Regions from separate parts of the Zea mays genome. Here region 2 is linked to region 1. The links are chromatin contacts, called in public Hi-C maps. All regions are on one chromosome and are shown on one strand. The core of a region is the stretch at or near the end of the contact, and the rest is flanking DNA. Distances in the headings are between cores, read along the strand shown.

What was found. A called contact is a pair of places that touch in the nucleus more often than the background predicts.
Region 2: a contact with region 1 is called in a Hi-C map of endosperm, with 2.9 times the contacts expected there. The contact joins the enhancer-like site here to the promoter of LOC103634735 in region 1. A contact is called at or near these places in 2 of 25 Hi-C or Micro-C datasets (bundle sheath and endosperm).

The regions. Positions count from the first base shown.
Region 1 is chr1:58,150,102-58,157,106 of Zm-B73-REFERENCE-NAM-5.0, reverse strand. LOC103634735 (AAA-type ATPase family protein) reads left to right here and starts at 3,262. Exons shown (of 28, transcript XM_008657320.3): 1 at 3,262-3,685; 2 at 3,780-3,945; 3 at 4,037-4,227; 4 at 4,824-4,940; 5 at 5,010-5,141; 6 at 5,435-5,612; 7 at 5,788-5,968; 8 at 6,134-6,255; 9 at 6,355-6,446; 10 at 6,714-6,750. The coding sequence starts at 3,524.
Region 2 is chr1:59,148,538-59,155,542 of Zm-B73-REFERENCE-NAM-5.0, reverse strand. All of the region lies in intron 5 of LOC100384700 (nuclear cap-binding protein subunit 1), which reads right to left. Among protein-coding and RNA genes, the nearest start is that of LOC100384700, 8.1 kb to the right of the region's middle. Within about 2 kb of position 3,037, at least 1 of the 20 cell types and tissues checked has an H3K27ac peak or open chromatin away from gene starts, as enhancers often do. A contact at or near this core is called in endosperm, where this site is marked.

The DNA of each region.
Region 1 (7,005 bases), core at 2,013-4,512:
TGCTTTCCAAACACATGTGCTCATGCTCATATAAAGAGTGTTAGTTTAAAGTGGTGTGTTGAGCATTTAATCACTAAAACAAATAAAAATGGTCCAAAAGCACATTTTCCTTTCAGTTCCATACTACGTAGGGTTGCTATACAATCTTATGAATTATGTGAGTTACTGCCCTACTATAGAATAGTGTTGTCAGAATAACTAACTAATGAATCCTGAGGATTGTAGATCACATTGTATACATGATCACAATAATGAATCATGGGGATTCTACTGTAGAATAGTGATGTTAGAACCCAATAATGGAAGTGTGGACTCGAACTATGTCTATGATTCAAACTGTGAGCTACTGCCCTATTGTAGAACAACTACCATACAATCGTTGTGCATTGTTTTAATCGAATAATTTGTATGTCGTTACAAAGCATAGGGCACTGTACTAGTAAATATTTGAATTCATATTCAAATTTGTATTCGAATTTTATATCTATCATTTAAGAAAATATTGATAAATTTGAGGTTTATCTTTTATGAATATTTACAAGTTTAATGCTAAAAATAAGAATATAAATTTATACAATAGATTCTATATTCTATTTATTTGCAATTAATCAAAAAATTGATATCCAAATAAGTATCCGTTTCCGGCCGTTTTCATCCCTAGTTCTCTTTATGATCTTGTTTGGATGTGATTGATTTGATTAATGGACATTGAGGGCCATTTCGTTCTAGAGTTAGACTATCTTGATGTTATGTTGGGAAGGGGTAAGAGACGAGGGGCAACTCAGTCTTTTATTTCGGTGCAAGACGTAGGGATTTGAGATGCATAAGGTTTCTTGGCTTTAGTGGGATAGTACCAGTGCTATTAGGACATGTATAACTCCAATTAATATCACATCTTTTTAGGGATCTCTAAGGGTTAAATGAAAAAAAACACAAGAGAGAGTCCGTATCTACACCACTGCCCACACATATTGGCTCTTAATTATGTTAATGATGTGACTAATTTTAAAAACAACTCATTGTATGATGGAGTTTTTTTGCAGTCTCTTTTACTTGAAAAACTAAACAATGAGCTATAGGTTGTATATGCCCGGGTAGGCTGCCATTCCGTGTTCTGGGAATCCCATTGCCTGTTCTGCTTTTTCGATTCCCCCCTCTCCACACAGTCCATTCTCACCATTCCCTGTTTTCTTTCACGTACATCCCACGCCTAGCTAAAATTAAATTAAAAAAACACAAATGGCCCCAAGGGGATTCGAACCCACGACCCCTTAAGCAAATGTGCTCATAGCTACCACTACACCACACATGTGTTTATGTCTAGATCTATTATAGTAAAAACATATACTACATCTCTCTCGAAGCCCACCTGCTACCCTAACACAATGGGTAGTAGTAGATAAGTATCACCGAGATTATTAAATTATATTTTTGGATTGAGGGAGTAGTATTTAAAGAAGAGCCTTGCATGAAATTTCTTTTGTTTGAATAATGTTTTCAACTTAAATTCCTTTTTTGCATGCGTGACATTTATTCTCCGTAATATTTTTCCATGGATCTGACTTATGAGTCATTTTCATAAACCAATGACAAAGATGAATCCATGTTTCTTACTTGGAAACTCCGAACAAACACCACTAGCATGAGGCGCTCGCGTTGGCATCGCTCATCGACGACGAAAAGAAGCTTGGCGACTACCAGTTCGACCTCTGGAAGCAGTCCTACGTGGCCCGTGGCTGCATGCGCCGCCGTGTACGGCAAGCTCCAGCACAACCGCCGCTTGGACGCGGTCCAGAGCGGCTGCACCGCGCTGTCCATCGTCAAACTGGGGGACCTCATGGTTGTTGCCAATGCCAACGACTCTCGGGTTGTTCTGGGCACCGCAACCGACGACGACACCATCACGCCGTCCAGTTCATCATCCACCTGAAGCCCAACCTGTCACATAAGTCGCTACTGACCGGCCATGAATTCTTATGCGCTAGGATGACGGACATTGCTGCTGTTGTGTGAGTGTCCTCGAACAAGATGTATGTAGAGGAGTAGCACATCCGGTGGTGCAACGACCAGATGTACTACCTCGCTGATGAGCCCGAGGTGCACTTCATTTGGCAGCCCAACCAAGAGTCATCCGTACTCACCATGTCGTGCGCATTCGACGACTATTATATCAAGGATTATGGCGTCATCTAGGCGCCGGAGGTGACGCAGAGGAGGACCGACAACAATGACCACTCGCCATCGTCGGGGTAGCTTTTGTGCCGGTCTGCCTTTAATTCTCTTCACAAACACACACTTGCCTTTTTTTGTTTAAGCAAGCGTGTATGGTGGTGCGTGTCTGATGACTAATGATGTACGACAGAACTTCTACCGGCAGGTGTGATATGTGCTCTCCAATGATGAGACCATGCAAATCGTGACATATATCAAAGTCTGCATGACACTGATGGTTGCAATGTAGTAGTAAAACAGCTAAATTAAAATAACAAAATTTATGTATGGCTAGGATCACAAATGGATTATGAAACATTTTCTTATAACAATATAAGACACATTTTGTATATAAATTATCATGGTATTATATGTTCTCGTTGCAACGCACGGGTACTCACCTAGTTTAATATTAGATCTCTTGGAGGGTCTATAAAGGGTTATTTTAAAAAATACAAAAGACAGACTATTTGTCAAGATTCTGTCTCTTCACCACCATACATGTTGTCTCTTAGCTATATTTATGACCTAACGTTTCAGTGTTGTATTATACAGTGTCTTAACTATCTATTGTACTTGGGAAACCAAATCAAAGTATGAGGATTGTACATACTCTTAGAACTTATTTGTTTAATGCTAATACATGTGGATTAAACCGAATTAAATCAATTTAAATTTATAATAAGTCAAAATCCCATCCGAACTAAGGGTGTGTTTGGTTTGGCTTTTGGCTTTGACTTTTGCCCCCTAAAAGTCAAACCAAAGGGCTGAATCTGGAAAGCAATTTTTTCTAAAAGCTGACTTTCTTGTAGTGCAAAACTGAAAGCACATCTGGACCTGCTTTTAACAGCTTTTAGGTGGAACTGTGAAAATATATATGGAAGAATTTTTAGCGACTTTTAGTGGTTTCCACCGAACGATTTTTAGCTTTTTAGCAGTTCACAGCCTACAACAGTTTTTTTCACAGCTTACAACCCACAACAGTTTTTTTTCACAGCTACAGTCCAACCAAACAGACCCTATACACCACGCAAGACGAGGATTTTCCGTGAATTTCCCCAATTGCACGAGGCGGCCTCTCTATCGAGTATCGACTGGACAGCACAGTCTCACCTGTCGCGCCGCTGTTGTGTGATTGGTGGTCGCGGCGGCCGCCTTATTTTTATTCCGCTTCCCCTACTAATGCATTACTACTAATCCAAAGAATCCTTCGGTTTTGTATTCTACTCCGCTTCCTTTCGTCTTCCCCTTCGCCCCTTTCTCTCTCTCTCTCTCTCGCGTGTTCTCGCGTCGCCGTCGCCGCTGGTGCGAGATGGTCGAGACGAGGCGGAGCGCCGCCGCGAAGCGCCCGGCGGCGGGGGAAGAGGATAAGGGGGCGCCGGCATCGCCTGCATCGGCTCCCGCGGAGAACGCGGGGGCGGGTCCGAGGGCGGGTGACGATGTCGCGTCGTCGCAGCCCCCGAAGCGAGCCAAGGTCCGGATCTCCCTCCATCCCCCATGCATGTAGCCCCTTCAGGTCTCTGGTTTTGATCTGGTTTTTGTTGTTATTGCGATCTCGCTGGTGGTAGGTTGGGTGCACGGAGGCGGACACCGAGAAGCCGTTGGTGGCGCCGGCAGAAGTCGGCACCGTTGCGGGCCCACTGCCCAACACGGCTGGTCTGCAGGCGCTGACCGGCGCCATGGACAAGCTGGAGGCCCTCTTGAGGCCCAAGGAGGGTCAGTCCAATCCGGCCGGTATGAGCCTTGTCCCTACGATGTGCCTACGGCGTTCTTTCGGTTTTTGGCTTCGGGCCTTAGGGTTTGATGAGTTCCCTTGTTTGTGTAGGGCATAAGCGGGGCACTAACGATAAAGATATAACGGCGAAGATAAAGAGAGCCATGGATTTATCGGAGGATTTATCAGCAAAGATAAAGAAAACCAAGGATAATGTGGCTGGGATATTGAATAAGCCACAGGCGGCAGCCACCAGCAGGCGTCAGGAGCCCTGGTGCAGACTAATTTCACAATATACCATGGTGCGACTTCTCTTCTGTCTTTTCACTTCTCTTTCAATTAGTAGAACTCACCCATGATCTCTCGTGCTTTGGATGAGACCTTAATTACCAAAAACTACATGGCACATGTTAATCGTTCTTTGTAATTGCTATAGAAATACCATATAAAACCTCATATCAGAACTCAGGAATATGCAATACTACCTTGAACCTTACCTGTTCTCTATCTGCTCTGAGTCTTGTAACTTTAAAGAAAGCACCATCCAACCCCATTCAGTTGCAATATACACAGATACACTTTCTGTTTACTTTCTGTTTGTGGAAAAATAATTTCATACATAGTTCTATCTCAGTGCCAAGGTTATTAAGATGTTTTGTGCTTCATTTTTGCTTTATTGGATAGGCTGTATGTGATGTGACGTTTGGCTGCATTTGTTGAGAAACTTCAATGTCCCATTGTTAGTGCTTGTGTGCATATGATATTGTATAAGATTTAGGATTTAAGGTGCCTTTCAGTGAGTTAACGAACTTCATTATTGCTCTTTGGAGCAACTAAAATGATTGAACTTTTTATCATATACCAATGGATTGTCATCTGCTGTATTTTTTTTCAACAGCACCCTACCCTTTCTATTTATGGTGCGCTTTTCACTATCGGTCATGGAGCACATCATGATTTCAGACTGGGCGAATCATCCACTGCCTCACCTGTTTGTAGACTGAAGCAGGCTAAGGTACTATGAATTTATTTTTAGTTTTTTTCCCTGCATTTGTTCCCCTTTTATTCTGACATTTTTTTCTAGCGAGGTGCACTCCTTGAAGTCTTTGAATCCAAAGTTGTCCGTGTCAATGGGAAATCTTTGGACAAGGCTGCCAAGGTTACCTTAAATGGAGGAGATGAAATTATCTTCCGTTCACCAGTGAGGCATGCTTATGTATCCTTTTCTATTGTCTATTTCTTTATCTATTAAATACTTCCTATGTTTTTGTTTTTTTTAAATGTATGACACCTGGACAGGTTAAATAGTTAACAAAGGAACTAATTACCTGTCTTAAACATCATATTTTAAAACAAAGGGAGCATCTTACTTTTATGATTCAGGCTAACCGGCTAAACACAAATGAACCTTGATTTTTATTGGACTTGTTCGTAATAAATATAATGTAATGATGGTCAAAGAAGTAACATTTGTCATTGGAAGTTTTTATTTCCTTAATGTAATGGTAGATATTTGAGCAACTTCATCAGGAGAAATCAAGCACTCCAGCATTATCCTCCACTTGCAGTAGTATCCAGCAGGGGCAGTGCTCACATTTCAAAGATATTCAGGGTCATTTATCATCTAAAGGGCACAAAGTCCCAACCATTTACTTTGGAAGAGGTCGGTCTTCATTGTTGCCTAGTGGTGAGACTTCATATTTGCCATTGTTGTTTCTTTGTAAACTATTGCTTCTTAGTCCCAGAGTTTTGAAATTCACAGCTGTTTATAGGATAGTACAGACATAGCACCCCCAGTGCTTGCTGCACAGTATTTTTTGTTCACAATTGATTTAACATTTATTATTTAAACACTGTTGCAGGTTCATCAGCAGATCCACTCCTGCTTAATTTATGTAAAACGATGGAGGGCCAGAGCCAGCATAGCTCCGAAGATAATATATCATCTGGTCGGTTTCAGCTAATAAAGGAGGATTTGATAAATGCAACGGTTGACGCGAGTGACATTTTTGAGTCATTTGATAGTTGCCCATATTATCTAAGGTAAGCATACATTTGATAGTCCTTGTGCTAGAAATCTAAATACTTTGGTATATCAGGGAAATCTGAAACTTAACCGTTCACATTCTAGGACTATCCGTATTCCAGTATCTAAGTTCATTGATGAATCTGCACTTGTAATTATGTTTCCTATTATTGTCCCCACAGTGATCATACCAAATGTGCCCTCATGTCATCAGCATATGTACATTTACACTGCAAAGACTACTTGAAGTTTACAAAAGATATATCTTCTCTTAGTCAACGAGTGCTGCTATCTGGCCCAACAGGTATATGCATGTGTTAGACATGTACTTTATTTAGCTTTATTTGAAACTTGCATTATTGTTTCTGTTTTTTTATTAAGTATGCTAACTTATCTTTTACAGGAACTGACATCTATCAAGAATATCTGGTGAAGGCACTTGCAAAGAATTTTGGTGCTAGATTGCTCACTGTAGATTCTTCCATGCTGTTTGGTGTAAGATCTTGAGCGATTATGTTTATTCTTCTCTTTTACTTGTGACAATCATAACTATGATGTTTCCAAATCTATGGCTTAACATAATGACTTCATGAGTTCATGACATGGCTGTACTCTCTTTATCTTACCATTCTATTTATACCGATGGTCTTGTCATCTTACTCTATGCTATTTTGAAAAAGAGAAACCTACTTTGACTGAGCCCTCTGTGAGTACTCTGTTTATTTGCTGGTACATGGTACTCATTTATATTTTGTTGTTCAGGGGCAAACTTCCAAGGAGCCGGAGACATACAAAAAGGGTATGAATGTGGAAACTATGCGATTTTTTCATGTTTACTTGAAATTTAATTCAGAATTTTGGCGATCTCTTTCTCATTTTTAATGCATTCCTAGTGGGCTTGCATTTATCCACAACACTGACCAGTACCAGCGTCATTGTGGGAAAGAGCAAATCAAATTCATTCATATCTTTGCCCACAAACTAGCCTAGCAGGCGCATTGATAAGGTTCTAATATTCTGTAATGTTGTCTAAATAAATGGATCTATTGTTTTA
Region 2 (7,005 bases), core at 1,788-4,287, 1.0 Mb before region 1:
TTGATAAGAGAGAGATCAGTAGCACAAAGTTGCAGAAATAACACAACATCATCTGGGTAGATTGAGATTCTGTGCTGGAGAAGACCTAATCGAGCAGCATGATTCACTAGGGAGTTAAGAACAACCATGACTAGAAATAAAGAGCATTGGTGACAAAGGGTCACCCTGCCTCAGCCCACAACGGTGATCGATAGGGAATCCTGCCTCTCCATTGACTAAAACTCTAGAGGCCATGGATAGGAGCAGACATATGATGTTACACCATCTGTTCCCAAAACCAATATGTCGCAGCACCTCTAAAAGAGAAGACCATGAGACCGAGTCAAAAGCCTTGCTAATATCCAATTTAAGGATATGTGGTTCCTTTCTTTGATGCAGGAGCCTAGCCACTTGTTGAACCAGGAGGAAATTATCATGAATGTTCCTCCCTTTCACAAATGCACTTTGGTTCATAGAAACCATATTCGCAGCACTGCAGCAAGTCTGTTGGTCATGGTCTTAGCCAGCAAAACTATGTATTAGACTTCTTGGACAGAAGTCCTTGACTTGAGTAGCATCAGACCTCTTAGGCAAGAGAATGATAAAAGCATTATTGAGCAGACGGAACTTGAAATTGTCTCATTCTCAGCAGCAACCCCAATTTCCTGATCACCTATTTCTGTGCATCAGTAACGATTGGCCCAGGCGAACCAGTATTCATACCAGCAACCCTTCTGGCTTCTGCTACGCCTGGGCATGTGAGCTTGGCAACGTTATTCTTTTCTTCTTTATCGACGGTTGTGGCAGAATGTGAGAAAAAGGCCTAGTGACTCCTGCTGCAAAGGACTGAGTGAGAGCTCCACCAGTGTACAGACATCTGGAATTGAGTTTGCTTGGGTGGAACTGCTTGGGGTCTTTTTTGTGCCATCTTTTCCTGGAGTAAACCATCAGTGACCGGGTGGAATTTTCCTCAATGTGACTCTGCTCAAGAGGCCCCAAAGTAGACTGTAGCATCCGCACAGTCCCCCTCGTGGTCGTGTGGCTCAGCGACAATGTCAGGCATGGCATCGGAGGCTCGGAGCACAACACATCCCATGCTGAGGGGTCCCAGGCGCCTCGAGGGTGTGTGACACAATGCTCGAACCAACAGCAACATAAGCCGGCGCCAGCAAGCCAACAACCCTGAGCCTCAAAGGCTGTAGCATCCATTGGACGAAGTGACAAGAGGGGAGGCAAAGCCATGGTGCTAGCCGTCATATAAACAAGGGGGAGCCTTAGGATCTCGAGTTGTGGTCCCACAGGCACCAGCCAGCAAGTTCAACTGAGGGTCAGACAGGGGGCTCAGGATCTCGATTTGTAATTGCCTTGTACTCCAAGTGTTATGAACTTCCCTCTGGTAAGCTCGTAACCTGGGTGTCCTGGTGTCTCTGAAGGGAGAGTGGAGAGGAAGATGGGAATGACGCAGAGTGTAGGGGGGAGGAGGGCGCTGATCACCCAGATCACCTGTGCCGGCGTTGTGCCTAGCCAGGATGATCCAAGATGATCCCGCCCTAGAGGAAGATCTTTATTTCTTGGATGCCTCTTACAAACGATGCCCAGCCACCCTTATAGTGGCAGGTGTCCTGGTGCATCATACTGTAGAACTAATCCTCTGCTATTATTTAGGAAATAATACGAAAGGAAACCCATCCTCTAAGGAAACTTATCTTCTCCTATGATTCAGGAACTGATCGGGCTCTGCTTCCCTTTCTTGCGCTTAGAAAACTGGCGGCCCACAATAGCATTTATAATGTTTCCCTCCTCTCCGACAAACAACTCGTTCTCGAGTTGGACCTCTGAATAACGCCTCTTGAATTCAGTACATTGTTCCCATGTAGCATCAGACGGCGCGCGCCCCATCCACTGTACCAGAAGCTCCGAGACACCTCTGTTCAAGCGAGCCTTCACTTTTGATGGAACAGGGGGCACCCTGCCATGGAGAACTGCCGGTAAAGGCACTGGCGCTGACGGGGGATCACCTTGAAACTTCTTGAGAAGTGCCACATGAAACACATCATGGATCGTAGCATTTGCCAGCAACTGGAGCTTGTATGAGACATCCCAAATACGCTGCAGAATTTGATAAGGACTAAAACTTAGGCCCTAGTTTGGAGGATGCTGTTGTCGTGACACCAACTGCTGACCGTTGCTGCAAACATAGCCAAACCCAATCCCCAACAACATATTGCACCTCTCAGCGACCTTTATCTTGAGTACCCTTCATTGTCACCTGAGCCTAGAGTAACCTTTGTTTGATGTCTTCCAAGAAAACGTCCCGATCCTGGAGTTCCTGGTCTACTGCAGAAACCTTGGTCGTCCCCGGCTTATAGAATAACATGGTTGGAGGATCACGACCATACACAATTCTGAACAGAGTACATTTGACAGCAGTTTGATATGAGGTATTATAACAAAATTCAGCCCAAGCAAGCCATTGTAACCAAGTCTTGGGTCGATACACCCGCCAAACAGCGTAGGTACATGACAATAATCCAGTTCACCGCCTCCGACTGTCCATTGTAAGGAGCAGCTTGACCCCAGCAAGGTGAAAGAGCTCAGACCAGAAAGCACTAGTAAAACTGTGTTCCGGTCACTCACAATGGAACATGGAATACCATGAAGGCGCACAATCCTTCATCGTCTTGTTGAAGGCACGATAGTCGATGCAAAAACGCTATGACTTATCGGCCTTCTTCACAAGCAACAATGGGGAAGAGTATGTTGATGTGCATTCGCGGATGATGCCTTGCTGCAACATGTCCTCGCACTATCGCTCAATCTCGTCCTTCAACAACTGCGGGTAGCGGTAGGGGCGAACTGCTACCGGTGGCGTCCCTGGAAGCAGCTTGATGCGGTGATCGTGGCGACGAGGTGGAGTAAGACCGTGTGGTTCAGCGAAGATGTCGGTGTAGGAGGCGAGTAGGGCCTGTAGCGGCTCCTGTGGTTCAAACAAGGCAGCACACTAGGTGTGCGGCGCGCCCAGTCCAACCCAACGCATGGTGCGGCTGTGTCGCCAAAACTCCATGGACAAGGCACTGAAGTTCCACAAGATGGGCCCCAATGACCGGAGCCACTGAACGCCGAGGACGATGTCGAAGCCAGCTAGAGGGAGGTCGTAGCAGGTGATGTCGAAGACCTCCTCAGCGATGGCAATGCGGAGCTTGGGATATACCATGTTGCTCGTGATGAATTCCCCATTCACCACCTTGACGGAGAGCCCCAGTCTTGGTGCGACGTGGAGGCCTAGTTGGCTGGCCACGGCTTCCTGGATGAAGGTGTGGGTAGAGTCTGTGTCAACCAAGGCCACCAACGTCAAATCATTGACCTGAACTTGGAGCTTCATGGTGTTGTTGATGTCGATGTCAGTAAGGGCGTAGAGAGAAATGACCAAGTCCTCCGCTTTTGCGTCCTCATCCATGTCGTCGTCCGTCTCCAGCAGGAACACCCCTTTTGAGGTGTAGTTGTGGTCGACATAGTATTTCTCAGGGCAGTGGTAGCATTCTCCATTCGCCCGCTTCACGGCCAATTCTTTTGTTGTGAGACGCTTGAAACGTGGACGGTTGGGAGCGGCCAACCTGGCCCCCAGTCCAATCCGACCCCTTTGAGTTCGGTCATGTCATTAGACTGAATGGGTGGTTCGAACCGCATATGGACGTATTCAGCAAATCGTGCCCAAGATAGGACGCCATGATCTCGTTCCAAGGCGTAGTACCACTCGGTTGTTGCCCCTTCAAGGTGTAAAGAGGCATGCCATACCTTCTCCTCCGCCATGGTGCACATACCTAGAAAATATGTGTTTCATTTGTTGATCCATGTCAACGGATCAGATTCTCCGTCGAAGGAGGGGAAGTTGGGTCGTGGAGGACGGTCGGCGCCCTCCTTGTCGCGACCCTGACCCTGGAAGCTCCCGCGGCCATAGCCCTCCGGCTCGGCGTGGCGGTCATGGCGACCGTAGAAGTCACCACAGTCGTCACCACGGTCGCGACAGGTGCCACCACGACCGCCGTTGGTACTGCCGCACCCGCCGTAGTTTGGCAGAACTTCATTGTCGTCGATCGTCGTGTGGTCCTCCAACTAAACACCGTCGGTTGGCCCTGTCTCCACCTGCGCCAACCGTCGATCATGGGTGTCAAGGCGGCCATTCATGGTGGTTAGTTGGCCCAACATCCGATTCATTGCGTCCATGAGAAAATCCAACTTCTCGTCGGTCTTCTTGTCGTCAGGATCGAGTACAACGTCGGGCATGGTTGTCGCTGCGTCGTCTGAATCTAATACCAAATTGTTTGAACTTCCCTCTAGTAAGCTTGTAACCTAGGTCTCCTGGTGTCTCTCAAGGGGGAGTGGAGAGGAAGATGGGAATGACACGGAGCGTAGGGGGGAGGAGGGAGATGATCACCCAGATCACCTGCACCGACGTTGTGCCTAGCCAGGATGATCCAAGATGATCCCGCCCTAGGTGAAGATCTTTATTTCTCGGATGCCTCTTACAAATGATGCTAGTCCGCCCTTATAGTGCCAGGCATCCTGGTGCATCCTAATGTAGAACTAATCCTCTGCTATTATTTAGGAAATAATACAAAAGGAAACCCATCCTCTAAGGAAACTTATCTTCTCCTATGATTCAAGAACTGATCGTTCTCTGCTTCCCTTTCCTGCGCCTAGAAAACCGGTAGCCCACAAAAGCATCTATAACACCAAGTCATATTGGCCCTATATATGGTCAGCTCCTCTGTTCTTAAGGCGTCGCCTAGGCGTCCAGGCGGTGCTCCAACGCCTTGGACCGCCTTACCGCTTTAAAAACCATGGTCAGCGCCCACCTAAAGGTGTGTGGTGTTTCACATCTATCTTTCTATAGTTAGGTGCCACCTTACCTAACTCCTTAGGTAGTGTTTGGTTGAAGAGCCAAGTAGAACGGAACCGTTCTGTCCCAGTTTTGTTGTTGTTTGGTTATAAAGTAACTAGAACGGAATGACTCCAATTAGGGAATATTCTCCTCAGATCCAGAACCATTCCGCTCCAAAAAATCAATGAGACGGAGCCGCTCCGTTCCAATCCCGCTCTCACAGTCACGCTCCGTTCCGTTCACTCTGCAACCAAACAAAAAATAGAACCGCTCCGTTCCAGATTACCAAACACAGACTAGAGCGGCTCTGTTCCTAGAATCAGGGATGGAACGGCTCCGTTCTAAATGGCTCCTCAACCAAACACTACCTTAATTCTTATGCACAACTCTAAACAAGTGTGTGAACCATAGGTAGTTGTAGCTTCGCAAAAAAAAAATCTGGAGTACTATGTCAAAACTGGAAAATAATATGAATGTATTTTCCAATGCAATTCTGCTCTTAACGTTATTTATTAGTCAAAGTCCAAATATACTCATCAAAGAATGGGACTGTAGGCTGCGATGAAAGGCTATGCAACCCAATCCTTTGGTGATTGGTAGTCTGATGCAAGTTCCAAGGTTGATGGGGAGATTAGACAGGGCCTCAATTCAATGATCATCTTGGGTGCTTGGTCTATTTGGAACCTCCGCAACCGGTGTGTTTTTGACAGAGTATCACCGAGTTTATCCTTGATAATGGTCCCGGTTAGAGATGAGTTGAAAAATTGGGATTTAGCTAGGGCATGTGGTATCCCCTACCTCACTGCCCTAGCAAGTGCGGAAGTCTAGGTCAGATTTTTTGGGTTGCTCTTGGTCAATTTCCTTTTTCTTTTAGACAACAGGGGTTTTCCTTGGATCCCTAGTGTGGGTTGCTCTTGGCTCGTGTTGAGTGTTCAGTGTTGTTTATAAGGGTTCTATACCCATTTTATTCTTCTTAGAACAATGATACGCAGCTCTCTTGCGTGCTCGAGAAAAAAGTCCAAATATATTGAATTGTGCATATTCTAAAACAACGTTACTTCTAACTACTCATGGTTATTAAGGTGCTGCCTAGGTGTCCGAGCGGTTTTTCAACCAAGGCATCGGGCTTGCCACAGCTTTCTTGTGTGTGTCGTCACCTCCCGCACCAAGTCGTCGACAAGGCATCAGGCAACTCCAAACAAGCGCCACATGTGAAAAAAGGTGCGGAGGCACAGGAGGAAAAGAGCCACGTGTAGGAGAAAAAGACGACAGGGAAGAAACGCAAGGTTGCACGCACGCGGCAAAAGCGGGAAGTATGCGCCCCATGCATACAACTCTGACGAGAAGCTCCTCCATCCATTCACGCCAATTGAGAAAGGGTCAGAGGGGGAGCGAAAGAGAGGAACAAAGGGAAGAGAAGAGGGGAACCTAGAACCAATAGAGCTGAATTCCCAGCAACCATGTGCGGAAGTACAGCCACGCCTCTCTGCTGGTGAGCGACCAGCGTGGCTCCGCTAGTGAGTGACTGCACAACCCTGCACCACTCCACCAGTCTACGCGCAACCGTGACTCTGCTTCTACCCTTCTCTCTGCAGTCAGCACCCAGTTCCTAGTTCTTCCCTTCCCTCTGTTCTGTTGCCTGTGTTTCCTCTGTTCTGGTGCTTGTTTGTGTTTGGCTTGGCTTGCTTAATCTTACAGCTTAACTGGTTGTGCATGCTGGTTTTTCTTGTGCACTACTTATTGTCTTATTTTGTAATGCGAAATTGTGAGCTAATACAAATCATGTCAACTAGACTCTAAGCAACACTAGTAATTAAGTTGTTATGTCATTAGAGACTAATTTGTTGCTATTGAGAACTTTCAGATTTGCTGTTTTGCTAATTTATGTTGTGCAATAGTACTCTAGTACCATTACTTACTATGGTATCGCATGCTAAGAATTGGCAATATTAAGGTATATTTTGCTTCAAAGTTCTAGTGCATTATATATTAAGATGTTTGTATGCCATCGCCTCGCCGCGCACCTTAAGCGCCTAGGTGTCTGGAAAGAGGTGGCTTGCTGCAACCCCGCCTTACCACCTTAAGAAGCATGTGTTCATGAAATTACACTGCAATTGAACAGAATTTCATCTCATCCAATCCCC